Linked DNA regions of Sus scrofa: region 2 is linked to region 1. Evidence: chromatin contacts called from public HiChIP or PLAC-seq data. All regions are on one chromosome and are shown on one strand. Each heading gives the region's core, a stretch centred on a gene start, on an enhancer-like site or on the middle of the called end of the contact. The rest is flanking DNA. Distances are from core to core; before and after follow the strand shown.

Region 1 (6,656 bases), core at 1,124-3,623:
GGGCAGGGCAAACGGGTGCAGCAGCGGCCTGGCCGCCAGCTTCATCCTCTCCACCTCGGCCTCCTGCAGTCGCTTGGCCTTGGCTCGGCGGTTCTGAAACCAGATCTTGACCTGCGTCTCGGAGAGGCTCAGGCTGCCGGAGAACTCAGCGCGCTCGGCGATGGACAGGTACTGCTTCTGGCGGAACTTGCGCTCCAGGGCCAGCAGCTGCGCGGTGGTGAAGGGCGTCCGAGGTTTGCGGTTCTTGTGTGGCCGGAGGGGGCAGGGGGCGGGGCTGGGGGCGCCTGGGGGTAAAGAGCACAAAGCGGGCGCTGAGACCCGGCAGCGCGCGCTCCTTTCCCGCACTCCTGGATCACCGCAAAGGCTGGTGCCGGATGCAAGTTGCGGCTGGGTGACCGCGGCCCTCAGAGGAGACCTCCAAAGCCTCTGGGGTAAGAGAAGCGAGGCACAGGGGCGATGGCGCGTCGCGGTAGCCTCGGGCTCTGTTCCCCAGATCGGTGGCCCTGCGCCCCAGGGAGGGGGACCTCTGCCCATTTGGCGAACTGAGAGACTGGGCGCGAAGTCGCTGCAAGAACTGAGTGGTAACCGCAGAGGCGGGACTCGGCGAAGCGGAAGTTAACCACGCGTGGGGACTGACGGGGCTGAAGGGGTGCTCGGCAGGAGAGAATCTGAGACAAGAAGCCCGGGGTCTTGGGTTGCGCGCTCCGCCCCAAGGTACAGCAGAAGCCTGATCGGCGTGGGACGGGGAGCAGCTGCAGGGCTCGCGCGCGCGGGAGGGGGCGGACGGGCTCGTGGGGGCTGGTTCTTTCTCTGCGCTCAGGCCGCACCTTAGTGGCTGGTTACTCTCCAAAGTTACAAGGGACAGCGCCCTTCCCGCCCTGGTCCTCCGACCTTGGGCTTGGTGGGATCCTCTCGCACCCTGGGACCGTGCGGCAGGGCACTTACGTGGGGAGGACGAGGGGGCGGCCAGCGGAAACCAAGTCCTGGGTTCCGCGGCGCCCCGCGGCCTCTCCTCCCGGGGTTCCGTGGGCTCCGAGCCTAGCCCGCGCTCTGCTTCCAGCAACGACTCGACGCTGAAGGGCAGCGGGCCGGGCCCCGCACCGTCCCCGCCGCACGTCCTGAGCCCAGCGGGGTTCATGCCGAAACTCGGCGAGACGGCCCCGGCTCGGCGGCGCCCCGCCCCTCAGAGCCCTATAAAAGGGCGGTGCCCCTGTCGTGGTCGGCTGTCCAATCGCGCGGTCGCTGCAGCGTAGATCTAGGCGCTCATTGGCTGCGCCGACCCGGGAGGCAGGACGGGCAGGGAGGGGCGGGACCCTGGCTCCCCAGGCCCGCCCGCCTGGCGCGCTCCACTCTCCCGGCGCCAGCCTGTCCTATTCCGAGCGCTGCGCTCCTGGGTCCTGTCCCAGGCGGCTGGAGCAGCTGTGGAGCAGGAGGAGCTGGCCCCGGCCTCCCCACGCGGCGGAGCCCAGAGAGGGCGCGACCTGGTTGAGCGCAAGCCGGTGACCGCGCGCGGCTCCAGCGGCACAGAGAGTTCAGCGCCATCAGAGACGCGGCGCCCGCGCCTCCTGCCGTGTTGTCGCTCTGTCGCTCGCCGGCTGCTCTTCCCCCTGCGCCCCAGCGCGGAGCCAGAACCCTCGGCATGAGCCTGCCGTGGCCCGGGCGCTCTCTCCGAACCCTGGGGGCCGCTTTTCATGGACGCTGCGCCCGGACTGAGGATTCTGCTTCCATGACCTTGAAGTCGGGCCGCTGTGCTCTGACCCTGAGTGGCTTTTTAGGAGCTCTCCCAGGTGTCCCGCTACCTGACCCCAGGTGCAGACAGCAGGGCCCAGCGAAGGTCCCTAGACAGGGTCTGGAGCCGCGGGGAAGGCGGAGGGGCCGACCTCTTACCTCCTCGGACGCACGGCCGGGACACAGGCAGGACCCTTCCGGCGGGTCCTGGTCAGGGGCCCCCAGTCCATCTCTGGATGTTGGATTGGCTGTCAGCCTTTCTCGCTTCACACTTGCTGGGCGAAATTGTCCAGAGACCGGGAACCTGAGACCCGGGAAAAGCCCCCGGTTGGGGGACTTAACCCCCAAACCCCCCGGGGCCCCCAGACCAGGCAGAGAAGGTCCCCCACGACTCGGAGGAGGAGAAGCCAAGGCGGGACAGAGGCACGCACTTATCCGGATTGTTTTACCAAAACTAGACGACTCTTTGGTTTAAAAACCTTCTTGGGTGCTGCAGAGAAGCCCTGCTCCCCACTCCCTCCCTCCATGGAGGAAACCCTGGCTGAGTTTCAAAATAAACCATGAAATTGGTTTGCGGATGACGACTTTATGTCCAATTACTATCTCAGAACACAGGACCGGCAACCAAATTCGATGCATGTTTACTTTAGGGGTTTTTGTTGTTGTTTTACTTTTTACAGCCACACCCGTGGCATATGGAGGTTCCCAGGCTAGGGGGTCTAATTGGAGCTGCAGCTGGCGGCCTACACCACAGCCACAGCAGTGCAGGATTCAAGCCGAGTCTGTGTCCTATGCCATAGCTCACCGCAAGCCGAATCCTTAACCCACTAATCGAGGCCGGGGATCAAACCCGCAATCTCATGGTTCCTAGTTGGATTCGTCTCCGCTGCACCATGATGAGAACTCCTCTTCATGTCTATTTTTGAAAAACCAAGGTTGCTTTAGTGAAATCTAGCTTTGGGGACCACTTTGTCTAGAGAAATTCATTCAGAAAGTTTTTTCCATGACAGTTTAGAAGCAGGACTGAAAGGAGCCCTCAAACCCCTCCAGGGCCAGGGCTCTGTCTGCGGCCAGAGCTGCTCTTTCCGTTTTCCGTGACGGATTGTCCCTTTCTGATGGAATAAAGATGTTCGGAGTTGATTGAAGATCATTAAAGCCCTTGCTTTGGAAGCACTCCCTGGAATGTCTGGAGAATTTTAGTGAGGATGACAGCCCACTGCCCCCGCTTACCCCAGGTCCACTCAGCACTCCCTAGAGGCATGTCTAGACTGTGGGGGTCAGGTGGCCAGTCAGGGGTCAGGGGTCAGGTGCAGGGCCGACTTTCAGGACAGTCTCACTCTTCCCTGAGGGTCCAAACTGGCATCCGCCCCTGACGGCAAGGCTGGGCCAGCACTGACCAGGCCCCTGCCTGGCACAGGCTCCCACGGGGGAGCAGCGGAGGGAGGGAGGATATGGGGGTGAGAGTGGGGCCCTGAGCTTGGACATCAAAGCCCAGACCCCAGTTTTGAGCACAGACAAGTCTCCAGCCCGGTGGCATCTGTGGCCCCTCTGGGCTCTGGGATTGGAGGTGGGGCCACGGGCCATTCTTGAGGCTGGTAGGTGCTGAGGCCAGTGCTCCCCCACCCCCATCCCAGGTGAGCCCTTGAAACAATGCCAAAGCCCCAAAGACCTCCCGCTCAATCTACATAGGCAGTGTCCCTGGTTCGAATGGCATTGTTCCTGCAGTTTGCTCTGAGTCACGAGGGGACAGATCAAGCGAAGGCCCGGACACTTTGACTGCTGTGTTCCAGTGTCTCCTCTTGGTGCTGACTTCATGGGCAGTGAGCATATCCTTAGCTTCCAGAAATGAGTGCCGATTACAGACATGGGGGTGTTGGAAGCCCCGAGGACCTTCCTTAGTGGGGTCAGGGTAGCGGGATGAATTTGGAGAATGGATTTTGTTTAGTAGGATTTATCCAGCCAAGTTTGGAACTGTGCAGGACTAAAATGGATATTCTCCTCCTCTTAAGGCTTGGAGGAGTTCCTGGTGTGGTGCAGAGAAAACAAACCTGACTAGTATCCATCCATGAGGATGTGAGTTCAATCCCCGGCCCCGCTCAGTGGGTCGGGGATCTGGCGTGGCCATGAACTGTGGTGTAGGTCGCAGATGAGGCTCGGACCCTGAATTGCTGTGGCTGTGACACAGGCTGGCAACTACAGCTCGGATTTGATCCCTGGCCTGGGAACTTCCGTATGTTTTGGGTGAGCCTCCCCCCCCCAAAAAAAAAGAATAAAGAAAGAAAAAAAGAAAAGCTTGGCGGAGGGGAATGTCTGATGCTTCGGAGGTGAAGTCATGCAGAGCTCACGCAGTCGGTGCCGTGGGACTGAAGCTTACGTTACTGAAGAAACTGATTGTCCCCTTTAGGACAGCGATGGCAGTGTCCCGTCCTGGCCACAGTCTCCGTGGTGACATTGCCGTTTGTACACAGGGGGCCACTGACAGCAGCTGGCTCCCAGGTCCTGGGCCAGGGAGGACCACCCACCCCTCCCAGCCCCTTCCAAAGGCTGTTCTTCCCAGACTGTCATCTCCAGGGGGAGCCATGCTGGAAACCGCGGCTTATGCCTCATCCTCTAGGTCACCGCTGTCAGCTGAGGCCCCAGACAGCCTCCCATTCATCCTGACGGGCCAGGCCAAGGCCTCTGTGTTGAAGTCAACCGACTGGAAAGTTGCTCCAAACACAAGTGGTGCTTTACCCATGACTCTGGCCAGAGGGGGATCAAGTGGCTTGAGCTCCGGTGGCTGGTGGATGTGATAAAGGAGGGGCAGCTGAGACCTGAGGTCCTCCAGATGGGACAAGGGGGGCACCAGGTGGGACGTGAGGTCCGACTCCCCACGCTGATGTTTTGGCTCATGAGAGGCGCCGCTTCCAGGCAGATGCAGCCGGAGACGGAGAGGCTCAGGCGAAGGTGGGGGCTATGGAGAGGAGGCCCGGGACCCGCCCCGGCCCGCCGCTTCCTGCTTTTCCCTTTCCTCCTGTTCACCTCTGTCTCCTCTGCCGGCTCACTGCCATGCTTCCTCTCTACAGCTAAAGCTGAAAACCTTTCCCTGATGGGGGAGGGTCAGAGGAGAAGCCCCTCTGGCCGGAGCGATAGGAGCATATGATTTTGTCCCGTTCGGAATGGCCCCCAGGACATCTGGAGCCTAGTCCCTGGGCCCTGGGAAGCTGTCAGCACACACAGCAAAGGCAGGATCCAGATTGTTAGCCAGCTGTCCTTGGGATGGGCCCACTGAGGCCACAGACATGGCGACGTGGCCGCGGGCAGCCGGAGCTGGCTTTTGCTGGAGGCCTTGAGAGGCCCAGCCTCCCCCGGGGCCTCCAGCAGGACCCGCAGAGCCTGCAGACGCTTGATGGAGCCCAGGGAGACCCACGAGGACATTCAGCCCCAGAACTGCACGGTCAGTCGGGGCTGTTTGCAGTCACGTGTTTCAGCTGCAGCGGGAAGCCAGGCTCCCCTCCGAGGCACCTCCGTTTCTTTTTTTTTTTCCCATTTCTTAAAGTTTTATCGAAGTCTGGTTGATGTGCAAAATTGTGATAATTTCTGCTGTACAGCAAAGTGATTCCGTTACACACACACCTTTTGTTTTTGGCCCCCCGGCACGTGGAGCTCCCAGGCCAGGGGTCAGATCCAAGCTGCCATTCGGACCTGCGCTGCAGCTGCGGCAACTCGGATCCTTAACCCACTGTGCCAGGCCGGGATTGAACCTGCGTCCCAGCAGGAACTCCAAGCTTTTTCAGGTTCTTCTCCCACACAGATGATCGCAGAATTGGACAGAGTCCCCTGTGCTGCACAGCAGGTCCCCGCTGGCCACACCCCACAGACCACAGTGTGCACAGGCGAGGGACTTCTCATCCGCACTTTCACGGAGAGGAAATTGAGGCTGAGAGATGGGCGACTCGGTGGGCGTCGGGCAAGATGGGCCCAGGCCTGCGTGACTCGAGGTCTGGGCTCTTTCCTCCACGTGCTCCCTGTGGGTCAGAGGCAGCAGGGAGCCAGGGCTCCATGGCCCCTGGGACCTTTGCTCTGGGGCCGGCTCTCCCAGAGCCCTGGCCTCCCACGGCATCCCCGAGCCTCCCCACCCGCTGGCCCCGTCTCCAAGCCCCCGGTGGGCTGTGCTCAAGGCACCTTTGCTCTGCTCAACCAAGAGCCGGGCGCCGACTGGCCACACCATGCGATGGGGGGCAGAGGGGTGGTCCTGTGGCTTGGTGAGGAACCAGCGTCCCTGCTCCCATCCAGGAGACTGGGGGCAGGACGGGGGCCAGGGTGCGGCCAGGGGCGTGGTCCCTGGGGATGGGTCCAGGCTTTCTCTCTGGGGCCAAGAAAGGGCGTTTCTCAGAGGGCAGCGGGGGCCCCTCCCGCCTCTGCCGGCCCCAGAAGCTGCCTCTGCATTTCTCTCAAATTGTCTCTGCCTGCTTCTCTCCTCGCCCTGGCCTAGGGCCTGGCACTGGCCAAGCTGAGGGACAGTTGTGACCAGATGCACAGGTGGTGCCAGGGCCTGGGGGTGTGCTGAGCGCGCGCCCTGCTCCCCGCCTCCCAGCACCATTTCCCTTGGCCCATGTGGGCCGCCTGCCTGAGCCTCCTGGAACTGCTCTGTCCTTCCAGGCGTGGGAGGCCCTGCCAGCAGCTCTCAGCCGGTCTCCACCAGCTGAGGAATGGTCCCTTAAGCACAGATCCTGGGCCAGGACGCCTTGCTGCCCCCTGACCTCACAAGGCTTGGGGAACGGAGGTCCTGGGTGCCCGGCAGACGGTCGCCCGGTGGGCACGTGGTCGGGGGAGAGCCCCAGATCCCGGGAGAGCACCTCTGTGGCTCCTGGCATCCAGGGATGTGGGACCGTCCAGGTCTGAGAGACTCCCATCTTCGCCTCACCACCCACCTCGGGATGGGACTT
Region 2 (6,656 bases), core at 1,835-4,334, 89 kb after region 1:
CCTCTTCGGCCGCGAGCGGGCACTTCGTCCGGGTGCTTTTCCTGCGGGACCGCGACCAGCGTGTCACGCGAGCTCTCGCGGCCCTTGTCGCGGAGACGTGTGGGACTCGGAGATGGGGACACAGAGGGGGGCGCTCAGCGAGTTGGGGACGGGGCGCGTGGAGAGGGAAGAGCCAAGGGCTGCGCGCCCAGCGAGCAACACACACACAGCAGTCGGGGCACGGACCTCCCTCAGCCCCAGCCGCGCCCGGGTCCCCCAGGTCCTCGGTGCCCCGGGCAGCCGGCTGTTATTGGCAGTCACGGCTGGGCGCCTTGACCTGCTGGGCTGCCTGTAAGACCACAGATGGAAACTGCTCGGGATCAGGAGGTCAGCCTGCAGTCTGAGCAATCTGCCAGGATTTTCAGAGACTCCGTCCCACCCTTAGCAGCGCCTCTCCCCAAATCTTTTAAAGGGCAGGCACTCCTTGCGCGCACGTTTCAGTGGAGGAAACCGCCACTTATTCTTTCGACTATTTTCAGTCTCCCTTCGCTGAGCCCCAGGAGGGCTGGGATTCTGTCCCTGTTACTCAGGGACGCCTCTGTACCCTGATTATTTGAATAAGTGCCGTATTCTCAGGCTTAAGAAGCAGAGTCCCACCCGCCTTTCCACATTCCAGGCAATGGCATGGGGTGACTGGTCTGCGTTCTGGCAGCAGCCTGGCAGGCTATTTTCAGCGCAGAGGGATTCCGAGAAGGGGCGGGCAGGCACGAAGGTGTGTCTCCTGCGCTCAGTGTGCTGACCTCCCCACTCCTCTCCACCCTTTGGCTCCCAAAATGTTGGTGGCCAGGCTTACATGCATTAGGCAGGAGACCAGAAGGTTCGTCCCAGGGAGCCTGACCAAGCCAAGAGGAGGGACCTAGACATATGGACAAGGGGTTCCCCAACTTACAGCCTCCTCTGCATGGAGCCTCCCAGAGTGAGGCTCCAATACGTGGGCCCCAATCACCAAGCAGCCCTCTCTGGTCTACCACCCTTGTCAGGAACACACAGACCAACACCACCTGACAACTCGGAAAGCTTCTCCCTGAAGACAGAGCCAAAAGAAACGGGGAGAAGAACCCGGAGACAGGGACTAGGCAGGGGCCCAGCGCCTCAGGGACTGTGACTCACATCCCATTGAGTGGGGACGCTCTCCTGGAAGCAAGACGAGCCCCCTTCTCGTCTCTAAAAAGAAATATTTGTACAAGAAGAAAGGGCTCCTGGAAATTAACACTATGCAGCGGACACAAAAGCTTCAGTGGAAACAATCCTACGGAAGCAGAGCAGAAAGGTGCAGATGGAAAGGAGGAGAGAGCAGCCGAAGCGTTCTAGGGCCCGGCTCAAAGTCTGAGAGCCTAAATTAAGGACTTTAGAGAGAGCTAACTGCAGCCATTAGGGAGTCTGCTCGGGGACCCATGAGTCATCAGTAGAAACGATTGTTGAGTGAGACAACCACTGAAATCCTTTGCCAGGACTGAAGGACAGGAGTTTCCAGACTGGGGGCCTTTTGAGTGCCCAACGCAGGAAATACAACTGGGGGCACATGCAGGCCCCGTGGCGTGAGATTTCAGGAGAAGATCTTAAAGGCCTCCACTGCTGGTAAAGCGTTAGAAAGTGGAACGGCCGTGGACTTCTCCCACTCCTAGGAGGGAGCAGTGCCTTCAGAGTCTGAAGGAAGCCTTCTGGCTTAGAATTCCATACCCAGGCAAACGACAAATCAAGGGTGAGGGCAAAGTGAAGACATTTTCAGCTTTGCAAAAATATTTTAAATAAAAAGTGATCTCCCAGACACCTCTGTCAGCTTCACCAAGTGAGTGAATACAAAAATACATGGATGATGAGAGAGGGAGAAAACGGAGGAAGAGCCCAGACAGAAAATCCACCTGCCCAGTCTGGGGCTAACTCCCCACCTGCCCAGCCCCACTGAGAAAGGTGGCCACGCAAAGTCCATGGGAGAACCTCCTTGGATCAGAGCGGCGGGGCCCCAGCTGTGGCTGTGGAGGGTTCATAGGGACGTCTGACCACACTCCGGCTGCAGAAGCAGGAGCTTTTTAATCCCTGCCAGGCGGTACAGGAGAACTCCCTGAACCAGAGCTACCCAGAAACGCCTACAGGCTTGAATGTGTCTCCTTTTCCTGGGGCCAGAGGAGAGAGGGACATGAGACTCATTTTTCCATTTATCCTTTATTTTGAATTCGTATTTTATTTATTTACTTTTTATGGTCACACCCACAGCACAGGGAAGTTCTCTGGTCAGGGATAAGTCCGCACCTTGCCAGCCACCTGAGCCACGGTAGCTGGTTCTTAACTCACTACAACCACAGCAGGAACTCCTTGAGCTTTTGACCTTTAATATGTGTTATACCTTTTAAAATGTGTACACAGACACACAGACCACCCCCCCACACACACACACCAGTGCCGTGGCCTGGAGGCTCTCTCCCCAGCCCGCCCTGACATCTTAGTACCCACCGGGCCCGCGCTCGGACTTCGGTCGCGCGCACCACCGGGTTCAGACGTGAAGGCGCAGGATGGAGGCCTCCTTTGGAAGGAGACATGAGTCGCCTCGCTACCCGGCCGCCCCATTGTCCCTCGGTGGGATGCTGGTCCACACCGTTGGGCAGCAGGGGTTACAAAACTGATCCCTCCACGCTCGCCCTCTCCTTCTCGGACGGCCCTCCACCACCTAACCAGGCACTGGGCCAGACCTCCAGGGACAGCCCCTGGCCGAGCCGCAGGTGTAAGCCGAGTGGGGAGGATCGGGAGCCTGGCCTTCCCGGGGCTCCTAGCCCCACCTTTGGCCCCGCCGTCCGCCCCGCCCCTAATCCCTTTCCTCCTCTGGCTCCGCCCCGCAGCCCTAAACTCCAATTCGCGACCGGCCTTCCGCCCGGCCTCGCGCCCTCTTCCACCTCGGGCCCCGCCCCGAGTCCAGTTCCTCCTCTGGCCCCGCCTCGCGCCCGTAGCTCCACCCGCAGCCCCGCCTTCCTACCCGCCCCGCGCCCTAGCTCCACCTCCAGCCCCGCCTTCCGCCCCAGCCGCGCGCCCCACCCACTTCTGGCCCCGCCCTGCGCTCCCGCCCCGCGTCCTCCGCCCGCCTCACGTGTCTTCCCTGCTCCCGGCACGTCGGAGCGGCTGGGCAGCGCGGGAACTCCCCGGGACGGCGCGATGGAGTCGAGTGGCCATCAGGCAGAGGCCCCAGGCCGCGGTCCGCGGGTGTTGGTGGTGGGCGGCGGCATCGCCGGGCTGGGAGCGGCGCAGAGGCTCTGCTGCTGCTCCGCCTTGCCGTCCCTGCGGGTTCTGGAGGCCACAGCCCGTGCCGGTGGCCGCATCCGCTCGGAGCGCAGCTTCGGTAACAGCCTGCCCCGGAGCTCCTTCCCGGAACTCCTTCCCGGAACCCCTTCCCGGAACCCACTCGGTGCTGCGGGAGCTCTGCCGTCTCCTGGCTGGGCCTGCTTCCAGGGTTATGCGACCCGGAACCGTTATCTAGCCCCGTGATGGAATCCTCGCCGCGCCTCCCTTAATTAGCCAAAGTTCAGTGGTCCCGAAACTCAGCTGCCGTCATTGAGCAGGGGCGAACGGGGCCCAGGGCTCTACGCAGTTACTCTGGTTCTGTCCCTGCAGGGAGCTCCCCCTGTGGCCTTCCTTCCCCCATAGGCACTACCTCCAGGTGTTCTCCCAAGGCAGGTGCAGGCCAGCCCCTACCTCTTGGGGGTCTGCCTGGAGAGTCCGTTGTCCTTAGGGACCGTGTGGCCCTTTGGCTGATTTTCAGAGCATGTTGGGAAGGGCAGAGCTGGTGTGGTACTTGAGAAGGGCTGGGGGAGGGAGCCTCGAGGTGGCATCTCTTGCCCTCTCCCAGGTGGTGTGGTGGAGGTAGGTGCTCACTGGATCCATGGGCCCTCCCAGAGCAACCCCGTCTTCCAGCTGGCTGCCAGGTATGGGCTGCTGGGGGAGAAGGAGTTGTCCGAGGAGAACCAGCTGGTGGAGACCGGGGGTCACGTGGGCCTGCCCTCTGTGACCTACACCAGCTCCGGGGGAAGCGTGAGCCTTGAGCTGGTGGCGGAGATGTCCAGTCTGTTCTACAGCCTCATAGACCAGACCAGGGAGTTCCTGCACTCGGCCGAGGCCCCGGCGCCCAGCGTTGGGGAGTACCTCAAGAAGCAGATCCGGGAGCACGTGGCCAGCTGGGCAGAGGGTGAGGGGACCAAGATGCTCAAGCTGGCCATCCTGAACAACCTCTTCAACGTGGAGTGCTGTGTCAGTGGTACCCACAGCATGGACCTGGTGGCCCTCGCGCCTTTTGGAGAGTACACAGTGCTGCCTGGGCTGGACTGCACCTTTCCTGGGTATGTGCAGGCTCCACGCACCTGGACAGCCCTCCACGCCCCCAGGGCCCCCCTCCCTGTAACTCAGTCAGTCTTTGGGTAGAAGGGGCTGGGTGGGAAGTACAGGGAGCTGTTTGTCTTCCTGTTTCAGAGATTGGTCATTTATGTCCCTGTTTTGCTGATTCATGAAAAAGAAACTTATTTTCAAGAAAAAATGGGTAAAAGAAGGAAACATATCTTGGAATCTTCTGGTGCTTTGTCCTCCCACGTTTAGGTGGCCTCCTGCGTGCGTGTAAGCGCTGTGTGGAGGCTTCAGCCTCAGGCAGGCGGTGTCGGGGGAGCTGCTCCCCCACCAGCACTCACAAGACTCTCCAGGACTGTCCTGCTGGACTTACTCTGGTGCCACCTCTGGGCCTGTGGCCCCAAGGCTCCTGCACAGGGGCTGAGGGTGGGCACGGTGACTCAGTCGACCCAGACCTGGGGCCCAGGCCAGCCGAGGAGGGACCTGTTCTCCACCGTGACCCGGCCCGCTTTGCATCCCTTCGCCCACTTGACCCTCTGGGGGACCTGGAGGCGCGAGACCCCTCTCTCCCTGCCCCCCTCCGGGGCTGAGCCGAGCCCTCGGGCCGCGCCAGAGCCCCTGCAGCTCTGACCTGGTGTGAGCTTGGAGGGCTTGTTGCAGAGACTCATCTCCAGGCCTGGTCCTAAGCAGGCCACACCTCTCTCTCCCAGGGGCTACCAAGGACTCACGGACCGCATGGCGGCCTCCTTGCCCACGGACGTGATGGTTTTCGACAAGCCCGTGAAGACCATTCGCTGGAACGGGTCCTTCCAGGAAGCCTCTGCTCCTGGGGAGGCGTTTCCAGTGCTGGTGGAGTGTGAGGATGGAGGCTGCTTCCCAGCGCATCACGTCATCGTCACTGTGCCCTTGGGTAAAGCCCCCCCTGCCCGGCAGCGTCCTCCAGTTCCCGTCCCAGGGCCCCCCTCTGGCTTTCTCCAGGCTCTCTGGCTCTGGGGCGTTTTGTAAACCCATGTTTTCATTCTGAATTTTGGGTGGAGTTCCTCTGTTGTGCTTTGTAGCAGTCGAGTGCTTTGGAATTCCGTCTCACAAAGAAAACGCGGATCAGTGGGTGTCTTGCTCTTTTTGGAGGTAGTTTATGGAAAGGTCGGGAGCCTCCGGAGGCTCGCCAGGCCACTTGCTTAGAGGTGGGAAGGGCGAAGGCCAGGCATCAAGTCTAGGTCTGGGGGGTAATTGAGGAAGGAGTCCTGTGTAATCCTGTGCAATCCAGACCCGATGCTTTAGATGGAGTCTTGGCGTGGGAGCTGGCTGTCTGGTAGAAGGTGGAGGTGGCTGAAAGCAGGTTGGGCTGCTCAGCTCATTCGCTCCTCCTGGGACACACCTGCCCCATCCCCTGAATGACATATGCAAACAGACACAAGTCACTTCACTGCCCAAGTTCACAAAGCCAGCAGGTGCCAGAGCAGAGGTAAGGTGAAGGCAGGGAGTTCCCGTCGGGGCTCGGGGATGGATGAATGAATCTGACTAGCGTTGATGAGACACAGGTTCGATCCCTGGCCTCACTCAGTGGGTTAAGGATCTGGCGTTGCTGTGAGCTGTGGTCACAGACGTGGCTCAGATCCCGCGTTGCTGTGGCTGTGGTGTAGGCCGGCGGCTACAGCTCCAATTCATCCCCTAGCCTGGGAACCTCCATATGCTGGGAGTGCGGTCCTAAAAAAAATAAAAATAAAAGATGAAGGCGGGAGTCACGGCCCCACCCCCCATGGCCTGTGGGTCCCCGCAGAGGGTCCTGGGTGTAGGTAAGCTTGTTTAATGTGCAGCTCCTTTTTCCCACGACGGAACCACACCAGACGTGGTAACATGGTTCTGCTGCTGCGTGGTCTCTGGATCAGCGCCGACAGGTCCAGCCTGGCCTTCGTTCTTTCCCACGGGTGGCCCCATTCCCGCACGGCTGTGCGCATGCTCACGAGGCTGCTGCTGGCAGCAGGGGCGTCACTGCGGCTGTGGCGCCGTTGTTCACAGGGCCAGGCACCTGTCATGTTTGTTTTTACAGCTGCCCCGTGTCTTCTCCATGGAGGTGTCGTGACGATATTGATGGCAGTTTGGGTTGTTGCCAGGTGTTCTCTCGCACGCAGTGTGTGTGTGTGTGTTTGAACACGCTCGGGGCTATAAGTGCAGGATTGATTCCAGCAGCAGGAACTGCCAGGCTGAAGGTCTGCCCAGAGAGGGGGTGGCTGCGGGCGGCTGGCCCTCTCCTGGACCCTCACAGCCGGTGTCTAGTTTCCTGGTGGGTTGAT

The links. HiChIP or PLAC-seq counts read pairs in DNA pulled down with a chosen protein or histone mark.
Region 2: an H3K27ac HiChIP or PLAC-seq map of alveolar macrophages shows a contact between it and region 1. The contact joins the promoter of PAOX here to the promoter of VENTX in region 1. A contact is called at or near these places in 4 of 47 Hi-C or Micro-C datasets (alveolar macrophages, heart right ventricle, liver and 1 more) and 2 of 2 datasets of contacts at active chromatin or transcription factors (alveolar macrophages and skeletal muscle).

The regions. Positions count from the first base shown.
Region 1 is chr14:141,269,006-141,275,661 of Sscrofa11.1, forward strand. It overlaps VENTX (homeobox protein VENTX), which reads right to left and starts at 2,374. Exons shown (of 2, transcript XM_021073937.1): 1 at 1-2,374. The coding sequence starts at 534.
Region 2 is chr14:141,357,425-141,364,080 of Sscrofa11.1, forward strand. It overlaps PAOX (peroxisomal N(1)-acetyl-spermine/spermidine oxidase), which reads left to right and starts at 3,085. Exons shown (of 7, transcript XR_002338879.1): 1 at 3,085-3,367; 2 at 3,875-4,361; 3 at 5,073-5,272.